Linked DNA regions of Mus musculus: region 2 is linked to region 1. Evidence: chromatin contacts called from public Hi-C data. All regions are on one chromosome and are shown on one strand. Each heading gives the region's core, a stretch centred on a gene start, on an enhancer-like site or on the middle of the called end of the contact. The rest is flanking DNA. Distances are from core to core; before and after follow the strand shown. Region 1 holds the start of Ndufaf5 (NADH:ubiquinone oxidoreductase complex assembly factor 5). Region 2 holds the start of Polr3f (polymerase (RNA) III (DNA directed) polypeptide F).

What was found. Hi-C and Micro-C count contacts between places; a contact is called where the count stands out from the background.
Region 2: a Hi-C map of CD4 T cells shows a contact between it and region 1, with 6 times the contacts expected there. The contact joins the promoter of Polr3f here to the promoter of Ndufaf5 in region 1.

What each region holds. Positions count from the first base shown.
Region 1 is chr2:140,167,943-140,172,489 of GRCm38.p6, reverse strand. It overlaps Ndufaf5 (NADH:ubiquinone oxidoreductase complex assembly factor 5), which reads right to left and starts at 1,844. Exons shown (of 11, transcript NM_027093.4): 1 at 1,557-1,844; 2 at 423-463. The coding sequence starts at 1,778. It overlaps Esf1 (ESF1 nucleolar pre-rRNA processing protein homolog), which reads left to right and starts at 1,932. Exons shown (of 14, transcript NM_001081090.1): 1 at 1,932-2,013; 2 at 4,035-4,547. The coding sequence starts at 4,076.
Region 2 is chr2:144,525,878-144,530,424 of GRCm38.p6, reverse strand. It overlaps Polr3f (polymerase (RNA) III (DNA directed) polypeptide F), which reads right to left and starts at 2,680. Exons shown (of 9, transcript NM_029763.3): 1 at 2,500-2,680; 2 at 1,605-1,722. The coding sequence starts at 2,561. Dzank1 (double zinc ribbon and ankyrin repeat domains 1) reads left to right here and starts at 3,011. Exons shown (of 21, transcript NM_172859.3): 1 at 3,011-3,145.

The DNA of each region.
Region 1 (4,547 bases), core at 595-3,094:
ATGCTTATAATCTCAACATTTAGAGGCAGAGGCAGGAGGAGTGCCTCCTGGGCTACATAGTGAGACCCTATCTCAAAAATCTAAAAAGAAAGATGTTTACAGTGAGTTAAATCTCTAATCCTGCCAATACATTTCTCATACTCAACTACTCCACGTAGCAAACTCACATCACTTAATTTCCAGTCTTCATTCAACATCAGATTTTGTTCTTAACCAGGACTGGAGAAGCAGGTCTATAGTCTCAGATACTTAAGAACCTAAGAAAGGTGGGCTGTCCAAGCCTAGTTCAAGGTATAGCTTAGGAGTTAGAGCAAGTTGTCTGTTTTGGGAAAAAGACAGAGAGACAGACTGGGAGAGGGGAGCATGGGAGAAAGGAGCAGGGAGAAGGAGAGACTGCATCTCACTGAAATAGCATCTCCTACCTGGCTATGTCATAAACACGGTCTGCAATCCGACTTCCAACCTGGAAAATTTCAAGAGTCAATGGGTTAAATACACCAAGCAGGCTTAACAGAAAAGTAACTTTTTTTCCTAAGATTCAACATATGTTTCAAAACAGAAGTGTTTCCTTCTATCCCATTTGCTATTGTCCCACAGCAACTTCCTTTACAAATACTTTATTTTTTTATTATGGAAATAATAAAATACCCTGAAAACAAACGGAAGCAAATTACTTTAGAAGCAAATTTAATGAAATCAAAATTAACGATCTCCTTGGTGTGGCAGTTTATGTCTATAGTCCTTCGATTCAGGAGTAAGCAGGATTACCACAAGTCTGAGGCCAGTCTGGAATACACGGTGACTATGAGTTCCAAACCAGGATATATTAAAAAGACCCTTGTCTCGGAAACTCAAACCCAACATCAACATCGGGAGGCTGAGGCAGGTGGATTTCTATGAATTCGAGGTCAGGCTGGTATATATTACATAATAAATTAAGACAGCCAATGCTTGCAAATTAGTAAACACCAAGTCTGGAAAAGTATAGACGACCATCTCCTAAACACAACATAAAAGAAATCGTATGGTAAGTACCACCCTTCCCCGGACTGGCGTCATCCGGGATGCAGTCAACTATCCACACCTTGTACTCAGTCTCTTACAAGCTTTTCTTGAACAGAATGGAAGGACTTATTGAAGGCCTCTACACGTCCTTTTGGCCTTAGGAGTTTTGCACTTTTCCTTTTCCTAGGAGACTCGTCCCATCTCTCATCTCGGCTCAACTAATCTCTCACTTTTCGCCATAACAGCCATTCTTGACCACCGCAGTCACCAATACCGCTATCTCACTTTTTCTTCACCTTCCTTTTGCTGCAATTACATTCCCTGTCTATGTGTCTCCTACTCACTCCTAAATGATCTTGCTTTTCCCTGGAACTCAAGCAGTGTTTGCAAAGCGAATGAATGATTGCCCCGCATGCTATCGGAGCCTCTCGTGCTTCCCGGAAAATCAGAAAGGCTCTAGAGAGTGAAGCTTCTCAAGGTCACACAGTCGGGTGGGTGGGTCCGCCCTACCCGGCTCCACGCCTCCCTCCGTCGCAGCCCCACAGTCTCACCTCCTCCTTCAGGTAGTCAAATTTCATGGGGTCGGGCTGCCGGGCGGCCCAATTCTTCTGCTTCCTCTTCAATTCCCTGTCGAAGATGTTTAGGGCTCTGGGCGAGGTGCTGCCCGAAGGAGGGACACCAGAAGCGACCTCCCTGCGACTGCCGCTCGATGCAGAGACCGCTGGCCGGCCAAGCAGTGGGCAGAGGCGCAAAAGAACGACCTTTCGCAGCATCTTCAGCCCGGGCGCCACAGCAGGGCATGGTTTCTATTAGGCGCATGCGCCAACGGGACTACGACTAGCGCAGTTCCAAGGCGGAAGGTTGAAGTAGTTTGGCCCAGCTCGCGTGCCGTTAAGACGGAGCGTCTCGCGGAGGATTGTGGGAGTGCGCTCCATGTGAACTCAGACTGGGATCTGAGAAGAGTGGTGGGAAACTGTGCGGTCGCCCGTCGGGCTCTCCTTGGGATTTGTGAGTAGCCCCTATAGTCCGGTCCCTTTCTGGCCTCATTGTTCTCTTCAGAGCTGCTTCTCGAGAGAGACAGAGAACGCAGCCGAGTAACTTGCCCCGAAAGTTTGTGAGGTGGGAAGATGGTTCGGGACGAGCTGACCTGGAGCTCCCAGGCCAGAGGGTGGGTGGACTTGAGGGAGACCGGGAAGCGTTTCAAGTGCTGTCCAGTTGCTTTCGCTCCTCTGAACATCCCATGTTCGCCGTGGGCTTCCATTTCCAACATTCACACGCACTGCAGTTGGTTGAGGTGGTAGCTGTGTCGTACAGCTGTTCCAGGTGTTGTAGTATCTCTCTCTCTCTCTCTCTCTCTATTAGAATGTAAAGGGTTCTGAAGTAAAGCAACACTGTAATTCCAGTATTGAGGCCGAGAGACAGAAGTGATTGCAGTTCAAGGCTAGGCTAGCCTGTTGTGATGGCGTACAGTCTGTCGCAGGAGTGAGGGGCGTAAATACTGTCTTGTTTGGTCAGTCAGCTTTTATTCATACAGAAACTTCTGACTTTTTTGCAAAGTTGAAATCTGGAGAAATCCAACCACCAGGGACGCTTTACAAAGGAACATTAGGCATACAAACTTCTGTGAGCGTTTTTGTGTGTTTATAGCCTATCTAGGCCTTAGTCACTTTGAGAATAAAATGTTATAAAAAAGCGACATTTGGGACTGGATAGATTGCTCAGTGGTTAAGTGCACTGGCTGCTGGTCTTCAGTGGACCTAGGTTAAATTTCCAGCATCCACTTGATGGCTGACTATTGTCCAGTCAGTAAAACCAGTTCCAGGGGCTCAGAAGACCTCTTCAGGCGTCCATGGGCAGGAGGCACAGAAGTGATATGCAGACACACATGAATACTTAACACCCATACACATGGAAAAATTTATTAAGAAGAACGTGACAATTGTTAACTGTAGTTTGAGACTAATTTGGGTCTTGATAGAAACTAGGATTTATAGAAATAACACTAAGGTAAATCTGATTTGATTTTTTTTTAAATGCCCCTCATTAGTTAAGAGACAGCTTTGTAAAACCAAAAGCTTATGCAATTATGAAGTAAACATTAACAAAGAGAATGAAACAAGACTATGAAAACCCAATTAGACCAGCTGAGATTTCAGAATCTTTTGTTTTTGTCTTCCTGTGTCTGTTGCATCTGTAGATGATTACATCAGCCCACATACCCATGCACGTGTGTGCTCATATGTTTGGAAGGGTGCTTGTATATGGAGCCAGAGGTGATGGCTAGTGTCTTCCTCAATTGCTCTCCACTTTTTTTTTTTTTTTTAAGCAGAACCTCTCATTGGAACCTGAAGCTCCTCAAGTAAGCTAAGTTGGATGATTAGGGAGTGAGTCCTCTTGTCTCTGGGATTACAGGCATTCAGGGTTTGTTTGTTTGTTTGTTTGTTTGTTTTATGTGTGTGTGTTCTGGAGTATCAAATCCATGTTGTATTTGTATTACAAGCGCTTCGCTGATTCAGCCTTCTCCCCAGCATCTGTCTTTGGTTTCTTGAAACAATCTCACTAGGTAACCCAGACTGACCACCAATTCCCTATGAAACTATCTAAGATCTGGCCTCATAATAAGCATGATTCTGCCTTCAGAATCTTGGTTTTACGTGTGTGGCTCTATGCACCAAGAATAATCTTTTAATTGATGGCAAGTACAAGCTAGAACTATAAAAATTCTGAGGGCAGTCAGCTACTAAACATTGCCCTCCTCAAAACCCTAGGTTTATAAAACCTTGGTTTACAAGTTTATTTCAAGTGATCTGTAAGGGAAGGATTATATTTTGCTATGCCTTTATTTTTTATGTTTGACCCAGAATAGTTTGGGTAGGTGAAATTAAATTTAAGTTGTCTTAATGTTGTGTATTTAGAGAGAGAGTGAGAATGAGAATGCATACATACACAATGAACAAATGTGGTTTTAAAAAATATTTTAATTATTAACCATTCATCATTGTAATATTTATCTATTTATTTATTTTTAGTATTTGGTTTCTCTGGATATTTCTTCATTAAGACTTTAAAAATGTCATCCAAACAAGAAATAATGGATGACCAGCGGTTCAGGCGGGTTTCAAAGGATCCCAGATTTTGGGAAATGCCAGAAAAGGAACGAAAAGTCAAAATTGACAAGAGGTTTCGAGCCATGTTCCATGATAAAAAGTTTAAATTGAACTATGCTGTTGATAAAAGAGGTCGTCCTATCAGTCACAGCACTACAGAAGACTTGAAGCGCTTCTATGACCTTTCAGACTCTGATTCTGATCTCTCTGATGAAGAAAGCAAAATACTCAGTCAGAAGAAAGCGAAGCAGAAAAAAAAACAGACCAAAAAAGAAGCAAAGTCAATTGAAAAGCCGATTGAAGAGAAAAAAAAAGAAACCAAGAAAACTGACCAAAAGGATTCTATAAATAAACATGACTTAAATAATTCTGAAAGAGTTCAGAAAATGAAAAACTCACAGAAACCTCAGAAGATAGATTCAGAAATAAGTCCCA
Region 2 (4,547 bases), core at 1,431-3,930, 4.4 Mb before region 1:
AGCACAGGTGACGACAGCACTGGCTGGCTGGCACTAAGCGAGAAACAAGGTGCATGCACACTCAGAAAAGGGACTGTGGCCCAACCTGGGGGCGCCAGGTCTCTTCCTGGAGATAGCAGCAGAGCTGAGTCCTGAAGAATAGCAAGGAGTGTTTCTACACAGAAAAAGGAAGCCCAGAAATCCAACTTCTCTTCTTTGGGTGAAAAGATAAGTCACTGGCCCACTGTTTGCTTTTTTATTAATAAAATTTCGTCAGAAAAAAAGCCACATCTATCTATTTATGCTTCATTGTTCATGGCTCATGACTGCTTCTTGTTAAAATGACAAATGATACAGTTGTGACAGAAACTAGATGGGCCACAAAAGTTATTTTATTTACTACTTCATAGAGAAGTTTGCCAATTCTGAGCCACGAAGGTAAAGACAAAGGTGTAATAAAAGATTCGACTATCCCTATAATCTCTGCATCTAGAGCCTTGAAGTATAACACAAGGCTAGAAGTTTAAAAAACAAAACAAACAAACAAACAAAAACACAGTAATTCAGAAGAGGCCTAGTGTAAGACTAACTAATAAAACCAAACTAAAGAGTCCTTGGGAAAAAGGCATATAATGGTTTGTGAAAGAAGAGCGACATAGGGGATTTAAAGTATGTGGTAGGACATTTTTCAAATGCTGCAAGAGAGGCATTTGGGCTCTAGGCTCTTGGGCTTCAATGAAACTCTACTGCACTGTCTCTGAAGCTGAGGCTGTGCTTTATCCTAAAGACCCTCAGTGGGACTTCTTCCTGCTCTTGACAAGCTCAGAGTGACCCTGTGATCCCCAATCAATAGGCTATTGATAACTCACAAAAAACTCACAGTGGAAATATTTTATAGGGAATGGCTAGAAGCTAGCAGGAGGAAGTATAACAAGTTGAGAACAGACCACACCCACGTGTCTTTTTGTGTCACTGAAGCTAATAACAATTAGTTATAACAGAATTGCATGCAGTTCCCTCATCTTGTCAAATGGCAGGCAGATGAGTATTTTTTTCTTCCTATTCAGACATTCTGATCCTTTCCTTGGTTTGGAATCAAGCCACAAATTTTGGCCTTACAATTAGTATATTGGCTTACTAGAAAGGAGGCTTATTATGCGATTATTGCTCCGTGTAATTAAGGTGGGGGGAGAATTCTTGTACGTCTCCTGCAAGCTGGAGACTAGAGAAGGCCAGCGGCACAGATCAATGGCACAGACCGGATGCATTAACCTCGGTGATGGGAAGTCAATGGTATAGATGGGATCCGAAAGTCTAAGGACAGAGTGGTGAAGGCAGAAGGCTGGCCCTGGGGCTCAGAGTGGGCTGGGGCAAGTTCCTGTGTCCTCCATGTCTTTGGCTTAGGCTGATACTAAATTGGATGGTGCCCATTCACTGCCTACAGTCAGCACATCAGTTCAAATACCACATTCTAGAACATCCCAGAAACAGCAAACAGGCAGATATCTAGGATCTCAGAGCCCAGCCAAGCTGACACATAAGGTTAGCCATCACAACGATATGACAGGAAGCAATGAAAACCAGAATATACAACAAATTACATGAATTGGTTGACTTCACCTTACCATGGATAACAGTCTATTGATGGCCACTGCCCGCTGCTGGGCTTCAATGTGAGGCATTTCGTTCTGAATTACTTGATCTGTGATTCCATGAGGGAACTGGTGGCATAATTCTATAATTCTAGGAACAACGGTATAAATGGTTTATGTTTGCTTGCTTTTAAAGGCAAATAAGGAAGATACACGATAGTCAAGCTAAAAAGCTCAATGTTGTCAATGGGAATAAGTACAGCAAAGTGACTCCAAGGTCTGTGGGCAGAAAGCAAATAGAATATTCGGGGGTGGGGGTGGGGGGCAGCATAGTGATTCACCATAACTGGAGTCTTGAGAATTATCCCCTCCAAACAAACTGGAGGGATTAATTTGTTTGGAGGTGTAATAAACTTATTATCCACAATAATAATGTTGAGAAAGTCGTCTTTTAAATACATTATAACCTAGAAACACATGTGCACTACGGGAGTTAAGGCACTCACTGAACCTACTTGGCTCAATGGTCCTTTGTAATCACAAACTGAACCCTCATTTGGCCCCAACGTTCTCTTATAGAACTTCCCTTGGCAACCGGGCAATCCTGGATTCGAACACATGTCCAAGAACTACAGGGAAAATGCAGGTCTCTCTTCTGGCCCTGGCTGCTGTCACGTTCCAAGTGCTCTAATAGAATCCCGGAGAACCCAGTTCCACAACGTTTCAAGCTGTCCCGCTGCTCTAGAGCTTCTGAAGAGTTCTACTCTCCCTAATCGGGGCGGGGGGGTCGCCCAGACACCCGGCAACCCCGCTCCCGCGTGCTCGACCAGTCTACCCCAGCCTCTCCCCGCGGGACTGAGAGAGAAGGGGGTCCCGCTACCCAGCTGACTGCTCGCTTAGCGTCGGGAGCCTAGCTTTATTGCAGTACCTGTTTTCTATCTCCACCGGATCCGCGTCCGGCGGCTGCACCTTGACCTTCACCTCCGCCATGAGGGCAGTTTTCGAGACTAGAGGAAAAGTGGCCCCTCGGAGCGCGCTGGAAGTCTCGGGAACCGGTGGAGGCGCGCGCCGGGGACCGAGGCTTGAGAGAGAGGCGAGGGACCTTCTTCATCCGGTCGCGCTGGGCCTTCTTCATCGGATCGGCTTGGGGCGCCCGTGCTGTGCCTGCTCCGCCTTGCTCGGCAGGGTCGCCACAGCGACTCCCTTCCGTTGTCTCAAATTTCAGTGCTTGTCGGACAAGAGCCTCTGGCTCCAGTACGCACCCTTCAGCCTCTTCCAGCCGCCGAGAAGGCATATTCTTGGACACCTACAAGAAAGTGTCGCAGAAGGATCTGGAGGCGGGTACCAGACGGAGGCTGCAGCCAGAGACAAGGGCGGGGCTGGTTGCTAGGATGTCGATTTCCCTGCCAATCATCTGCTCGGCTCCCGATGGGCGGGGCGCGGTTCGCAGCGTCTGTGGAAACGCAAGCTGCAGCGGAGGAGCTGTGGTGAGACCGTGAGAAACCTGACAACGGGTTGGCGGCGGCGGTGCTGCGTCGGGGGTCCTTAATCTCTGTCCTTGAGGCTGGAGAAGGGTGAGGAGAAGGGCATCTCTCACTGGGTTGGGAGGGAATTAGGCATCTCTGACTGCCTCGCGAGGCCGAGGGCATGACGCAGGGTCTGGGTCCTGGTTTGGGCAGCGAGGAGATGGTTCAGGTGCAGGATGTTGGGAGATGCTGGTGGCATGACACTGACACCAGGCTGCGGTGTGGACCTAGCGAATCAGCCATCTCTGTCTCCTTCCTGTGAGGTCCAGTGACCACCCCAGGTTTCCAAGAGCAGCTAATAGCTAACCGTGAGCACTTCAGTCTCGAACCAACGGTGTTTATTTAGAATCTAGTTTTCAGCTATCTTTATTTTAGCTGACTCTCACTCGAAGGGAAATGTGAAGGTAGGCGAATCCCTCTACATCCAGCGTCATTTCTGAAGGGTCAGATACCTGTAGTTTTTATTCTTGGTCCTCAATCTGGAAGAATCCAAAAAGGCATTAAATTCGTCTTTTAATTCTAATTATCTCGCTTTCCAGAACAAGATATGTCAAAACGCAAACATGTTCACAGCAACATGATCAGAATTCCAACTACCATTTAAAAAAAAATGACCTCACCACTGAACAACAAATTGTTACATGAAAAATTGTAAGCCAGGCATGGTGTCTCATTCCTTTAATCCCAGCACTTGGGAGTCAGAAGCAGGTGGATCTCTGTGAGTTGGAGGCCAGCTTGGTCTACAGGTAGAGCTCCATAACAGCTAGGGCTGTTACACGGAGAAACCCTGTCTCGGGGGAGCGGGGGGCGAAATGAGGATGCAAAATGTTGATTATAAAAGTGAGATGAATATGTACATTATAATTGAATAATAATGTAGCCACAATCGTTGAAGCTACAGTGCAAGTTGCAAATACTGGATTAAGAGGACTCCTCCCCACCTCAAAGAAAAGACCCATAAGGTTTCTGCCCTGCTAGTTATTTACAAAATAGCAGAGCTAATAGGAAATGATGGTTGTGGGTTTATATCCATGTCAACTTCCTTTCTATTGAGAGCTGATGCTCTGCAGTCTTTGCAGTATATTTTCCAAAATACAATACACTGCAGTGGTTTGCAAAGGTGAGACTGTGGGGGGTTAGAACCTCTTTTAAGATTTGGCTCTAAGTAATTCATGCTACGTGCAGAGTTACCTGCTCCCCTTATGTAATGAGTTGCCTTGAAGTCAGGAGAGTGAGTGTGTGTGTGTGTGTGCATGTGCGCGCGCACTGGCTGAAGGCAGTGAAGAGTGAATGATCTCGAGGGAACTGAGCTCAGAGCGTTAGAGGTGGATTCTGCTCTGCCTCATCCGTGGACCTGCCCTTTTAAAGCAGCTCCAGCCTCCTAGCGAATTCATCTGTTTGTCTTTATTAGATGTAAAGTGTTTAGGTGAATATCCAACAGCAGACGTCA